Linked DNA regions of Zea mays: region 2 is linked to region 1. The links are chromatin contacts, called in public Hi-C maps. All regions are on one chromosome and are shown on one strand. Each heading gives the region's core, a stretch centred on a gene start, on an enhancer-like site or on the middle of the called end of the contact. The rest is flanking DNA. Distances are from core to core; before and after follow the strand shown.

Evidence for each region. Hi-C and Micro-C count contacts between places; a contact is called where the count stands out from the background.
Region 2: a contact with region 1 is called in a Hi-C map of ear, with 2.2 times the contacts expected there. The contact joins the promoter of LOC100381708 here to the promoter of LOC100283215 in region 1. A contact is called at or near these places in 2 of 25 Hi-C or Micro-C datasets (ear and tassel).

What each region holds. Positions count from the first base shown.
Region 1 is chr4:203,050,960-203,054,065 of Zm-B73-REFERENCE-NAM-5.0, forward strand. It overlaps LOC100283215 (14-3-3-like protein A), which reads right to left and starts at 1,457. Exons shown (of 4, transcript NM_001369526.1): 1 at 881-1,457; 2 at 674-796; 3 at 482-598; 4 at 180-417. The coding sequence starts at 1,366. The coding sequence ends at 364. It overlaps LOC109946085 (a long non-coding RNA gene), which reads left to right. Exons shown (of 3, transcript XR_002269282.2): 3 at 1-296.
Region 2 is chr4:203,221,989-203,225,094 of Zm-B73-REFERENCE-NAM-5.0, forward strand. It overlaps LOC100381708, which reads left to right and starts at 1,403. Exons shown (of 17, transcript NM_001361524.1): 1 at 1,403-1,851; 2 at 2,310-2,363; 3 at 2,478-2,631. The coding sequence starts at 1,447.

The sequences.
Region 1 (3,106 bases), core at 207-2,706:
GGATCAAAATGTCCTAAACCCGGTCAAACACTTGTTTACTCAACCTTAGCCGGCTGAATTAAAATGTCCTATAAAATATATTTGCCTGGTGAATTCTATTCCATCACATGGTAGTGATAGCACACAAGCATTCAATTATCTAACTTAATCAAATGATGAATAATGATCACCCATTAGTATAGTAGTCAACCATACCACATTTGATTATTGCCAATAGGATACACTAACAGTAACAGTAACAGGGTTCCACAATAGCAGTATAACAACAAAACGAAAGGTCGACGATTGAAGGAAAGGACACACGAAAATGGTCCTTGTACAAGCATGGCATGGCATGGCATGATCGATGGAGATGTTTGGCTACTACTGCTCCTCGTCAGGCTTGTTTGCATCCCGCATTTCATCGCCACCATCCTCCTGATACACAGCATGATTAGCATCACTTACGTACTGACATGACAGCAGAATTCCAAGTGTTTACCTGCATGTCAGAAGTCCACAAGGTGAGGTTGTCACGAAGAAGCTGCATGATGAGTGTGCTATCCTTGTACGACTCTTCCCCAAGACTATCCAGCTCTGAAATAGCTTCGTCGAAGGCCTGGGACCAAAGCCCTCAAATCATAAAACAGCATGTCATCCCTCAAATCACCAGGAGAATGGGGAGAAGGGGAACCTGCTTGGCCAGCGAGCAGGCGCGGTCCGGCGAGCTGAGGATCTCGTAGTAGAAGACGGAGAAGTTGAGGGCGAGGCCGAGCCTGATGGGATGCGTGGGCGGCAGCTCCTTGACGGCGATGTCCTTTATACGTACGTATTAATTAAGATAAGACAGGTCTCGTTTAGGAGAGGAGAGGCAATCCATGACTGCCTGCCGAACTGCTACCTGCGCGGCCTGGTAGGCGGCGAGCGTGGAGTCCGCGGCGTCCTTGCGCTCGGCGCCGGTCTTGAACTCGGCGAGGTAGCGGTGGTAGTCCCCCTTCATCTTGAGGTAGAAGACCCTGGCGTCCACGGCCGCCGCCGCCGGCACGAGGCGCTCGTCGAGGAGGCGCAGGATCCCCGCGCAGATCCCGGAGAGCTCGGCCTCGACGCGCGCGCGGTACCCCCTGGCGGCGGCGGCGTGCCCCGCCGCGCCCCGCGTCTCCTCCTTGTGCTCGATGGAGGAGACGATGCGCCAGGAGGCGCGGCGCGCGCCGATGACGTTCTTGTAGGCGACGGAGAGCAGGTTGCGCTCCTCGACGGTGAGCTCTGCGGCGGCCGCGACCTTCTCCATGAACTCGACCATCTCCTCGTACCGCTCCGCCTGCTCCGCTAGCTTGGCCATGTAGACCATCTCCTCCCGGGTGCCGGCGGCGGCGGCGGCGGCGGCCATGGGTTGGGGAAAGGAGTGGGTGGGTGGGTCGTGGTCGTGGGTGGGTGCGGAGAACTGGATGGAGATGGAAACGGCAGGCAGGGTAGAGGCCAGAGGGGGAGTGTGCCAGTGGAGGAGCTGCTGCGGTTTTGTTTTTTGTTTTATTTATATAAAATAAATAAACGGAGGGGGAGGCAACGACGAACGAGGGAGAAGTTGTTGATAATCTAAATATCTTTACTACTTATATCACCTTTTTCCCGACAAGATAATAGATAGAAACGGCCCCCACCAATTTGATCATCCACCACCTATGTAGCTGCTTTTAGATGGTTTGAGCCAGCTAAAAGCATCTTCAAAAGGTCTATAGAAGTCTCCTCTAAATCAAGTTTTTTTAGAAAAAAACACAAAAAAAAATGTTTCCAACAGCTCCCCTAAACTAAAGTGCTACCAACTTTTTCATAACCTTAAAATTTCCTCATTTGCAGCTATAAATGAGGTTTTTTAGGCTCCCCAGAAACAATCTAACGTTTTAAGGGATCTGTTGAAGAAAGGATTAAAATCTAGCCCCACTAATTTTTAGATATCCCTTAAAACTGATTTTCAGAAGTTATTTTCTGGGGAGCTCTTGGAGATGCTCTAATAACTAATAGATATTTAAGGGTATACCTAAAAATTATCTAGTTCATTAGTAGATTCGTTATAAGCCTTTAAGCTAAATTTAGCCGCTAACTATTAGTTTTATAAGTTTGGAACAGTGCTTTAGTGTCGTCTAACAACCCAACCCAAGCAAAGCATCAACTTAAAACTACTCTGTTATAACTATAGGATCGGTGAGACGATCAGACGGGGTGAATAGGGGTCACTAAAAATTCTCGTCCTGCGATTACGTGACTTTAATCACAAAGATCAACCCAAAAGACCCTCTAGGGACTCAGAGCAGCAGATTAGAGCGCAACACAAACCAGTGCTGTTTGTATGCACCAAAAATCCAAGAAACTGCAGGCCTAACTTCCTAGAAATTATCAGAGTCGGAATCACCAGGAAATCTGAGCGGTAGTGCTGGCCATAGGTCCGACATTGTCGGTCGTTTAGATCTGGTAGTGCCATGCACACGGGCGGTAGTGCTGGGTAAGCAAAAATGCCCAGAATGATCTCAAATCTAACACAATTTGCGTGGGGTGTAAAAAGTTCTCTGGTGAAGTATGAACCCGAACAAGTAAGAGATCAAGTCGCAGATCAGAAATCCTGTGAAGGATAGGGTTTTGATGGGGTTTTCTCAAAGCGAACTCAAACGAGAATCAACTCGGATCACGACCATGAACTGCTCCGTGAGGGCATATGCAGTGATCCAAAGAGTCTATCTCCACCCAAATCAAACACCAACAGTATCCATATCACAAGAACTCAAAGTTTCTCCACAAATCCACAAGAGAAAGGGAAGGGAGAACCAAAAATATAAACTTCAGAATTTCAGTGAGTATTCAAAACTGAGATCGAGAAGTGACAAAAACCTGTGGGCCATAGCGGTGACCATTCCTTAGATTAAACATGAAGAACACAAACACAGTCGAAGTACGAAATCGATGTGGATCATTGGCTAAAACTGGAGCCATCTAGAGATGGGAAATATGAGTGCTAAAGCCCTAAGCCAAAACAAATGGCGGCCAAGTGATGCTAAACTAATCAGCCCTCGCCCATATTTATAGAGGATTATTATCACTTCCTAAACTACCCCTATTTACATAGAGCATATCCACT
Region 2 (3,106 bases), core at 153-2,652, 170 kb after region 1:
GATCAAATATGGTCAAATATGGTTGGAAAATACCCTCAGGCCCTGTTCGGTTGTTCCGGATTGGAGCACCGGATTAATTTCTAGTCAGATTACTTCTCTAATTTATATAAATTTTGATGAGCTGGAATGAATCCTGGCTTATTCCAGTATAACCGAACGGGCTCTCAACTGTTTCCGCTTCCGCTCCTGACTCATACCACAGCTAGTCTCATACTCTCATGGGCTCAATATTATAGCAAAGAATTACACAAAGCTTGTGCAATAAAATTAAGATAATAACGATGATCTGAACAATGATAATGATATCCTTGGTTGTGCAATAAACTTGATGTACTTGCAGTGAACAGGGCATTCTTCCTCTGTCTTGTAACCTTAATACCAGGCTCCTTTGACTTGCGCATGCCATTCTTTCACACCAGTTTGGCGAACATATCGATATTGCTTATTCTAACCACAAATTCTTTTTCAAATCAACATGTTGAGATCGGATGCCCGCGTGCGTGTAAGCATTATCGATACAATTTTTTGGTGGTGGTAGCAGTACATTTTATTATTTAAATCGAAATTTTAAATAAATGGTTTGAAATAAGACACGTTCAGTGGCACTTAGCGCTACGACTAGGGCTGGGAATTGGGCTGGGCTAGTCCGGTCCAAGCCCATCGTGCTTCGTGCCAAACGGGTTTGGGCCAGAAAAGTCCAAAAAACTTTTGGGTCGTGTCGTGCCAGCCCGAAGTGTAAAAAAAGTGGTCCAGCCCGTCCTAAACCACGTCGTGCCTTCATCGTGCCGGTGCCGACCCAAGCCCGACCCGTATATTTGACCACATAAAATCAGAATATTACAGCCATGTAAAGTTATAACTTACTAAATTAAAGATATTAAACAATTCTAGCATCATTTAACCACACAAACTCCAAATATAACAATAATATAAAGTCGATACCTTACTAAATTAAAAAAATTAAACATATTAGGCTTAATTGGGCCGTGTCAGACTAAGCTCGACCCATCTATGCGGGTCGTGCCGGGGTCTCGACGGGCTGAAATTTGAGGTCTGGCTCAGACCCGGCTTCGGATCATGCTAGTTCAAACCATATTATTTCATATCGGGTCATATTTTAGGCTCTTATTTTCGAGTCATGCTCGTGCTAGATCGAAAAGTCTTTCCCATGTTCCCAGCACTGGCTACGACAGCTGACGTTCCCGTTGGGCAGCAGAACTGCAGTGCACGCACCAACCCAATCCACCCCCCCTCGGCCCACGGCGGCACCACTACACCAGTCAGTCACCAGACCACTCTGCCGTCGCCGCCTACCTCGGCAACAGTCAGGACTTAGGACGCAACTCATCCCCGCCGCGAGCAACGCCAATGCTCCGACCGCTACACGCTACAGCCGCCGCCACCGCTAGCTAGGCCCAGCCGCCTCCTCCCTTCCCCTCCACGACGATGGACCCGACCACGCCCGTCCTTGCGCTCTCCAAGGCCTTCGCCTCCTCCCGCACCAAGCCCTTCCTCCTCCTCGCCCCGCACCGCCGCCGCTCCCTCTTCGCCGCCCGCGCGTCTGCCCCCTCCTCGTCCTCCGTGCCGGGCGACCTCCTCATCTCGCTCGCGCGGCTCGCGCTCCGCGGCCCCGGACCCCCCGCGGCGCCTCGGCGGTGGTTCGCGAGTGTCTCTTCTGCCTCGCCTCTCGCCTCGGGTGGTCCGCCCCGCGGCGGAGGCGGTCGGGGGAACGGTGATGGTGACGGCGGTGGTGGTGGCGACGGCTGGAAGCGCCCGCGCGCTTCCCAGGGAGCGGGTGTGGTGGAGGAAGCGGCAGCGCAGGGAGCCGATGTCATCGTCCTTGACGTTGGGGTATGGCTATTCCTGTAGCTGTAGTACGACGAGTAGACACTGACCACCTTCCGCTCTTAAACAAAATACCATATCATGTGTGGCATAGAAGGATCTTTTTACAACTTTTTGAATACTTGGCTACACGGATTGTTACTTTACCCACTTGTAACAGTTTTTTCATATTTAGAATTCGGATTGCCATAACATAACAAACATTCTCATACAATCATGAATCAGCAAACAAACCACTAATGCTACTGGTGGTAGAACCTGCTGGATTATCTCTTGTGTCAACAACCCATCTAAACAGCATCGTTTCTGGGACAATCACTAGAACCTCCAACCAACTAGTGTTTGTTCTGGGAAAAAAAACCCTATAAGTTATCATTTGCATGCATGTTTGTCCTTACATGCTACAGTTTCTGACCACCTTGTAATCTGTAGCTGTATTAGCCACTTGATTAGCTTCGTTGCAGGGAATGTCGTGTGGTGGATGCGCAGCAAGCGTGAAACGTATTCTGGAGAGTGAGGTAAGCTAAGTTAGATCAGCATGCCTTAGATGTAGAGCTTTTGGCCAAAGTGCTTGTTAGCTCTCTACTGTTTCTAGTAGTGTTTGTAACTCTGTATGTGCTTGGATTTTTCAGCCCCAGGTACGGTCAGCAACTGTTAACCTTGCCACTGAGATGGCAGTCGTCTGGGCAGTGCCCGAGGATAGTGTTGTTCAGGATTGGAAGGAGCAGCTGGGTGAGAAGCTTGCCAATCAGTTGACGACATGTGGCTATAAATCCAATCTTCGAGGTAAACGCTGCAATAATTGCTCAAGTACTGTCAAAGGGCTAAACTTGCACATTTTAGTTGGGAGTGATGGGGCAGTTGAATAATGGATACATTGTTAGTTTGGAACTTCGAATAAAGAGCTAAAATAATGGATGTTTTTTTAACACTGCTCCCTCGTGTCCCTGGGTGCACTGTAATTTTTAACCTGTACTTACGCTCTTTTCCTATCTTAATTGAAAGGCAGAGCTCCATTTTGTTTCAAAAAAAATAAAGAACTAAAATAATACCTTTTCTTTTCAATAGAAAATGTCGACGACCATAACTCAAATAGTTAAATCTCTTAACCAACTGGATGTTCTTCTGGATATTTTAAATGGAAAGATGAAGCAGTGCTTTAGAATTCATGTTGCTTATCAGTCAATCTTGTCTTGAGAGTTGAGATAAATGAATGCAAAGTCTTCTTTGCTCACATGGTACACTTGAGCACAGACAACAT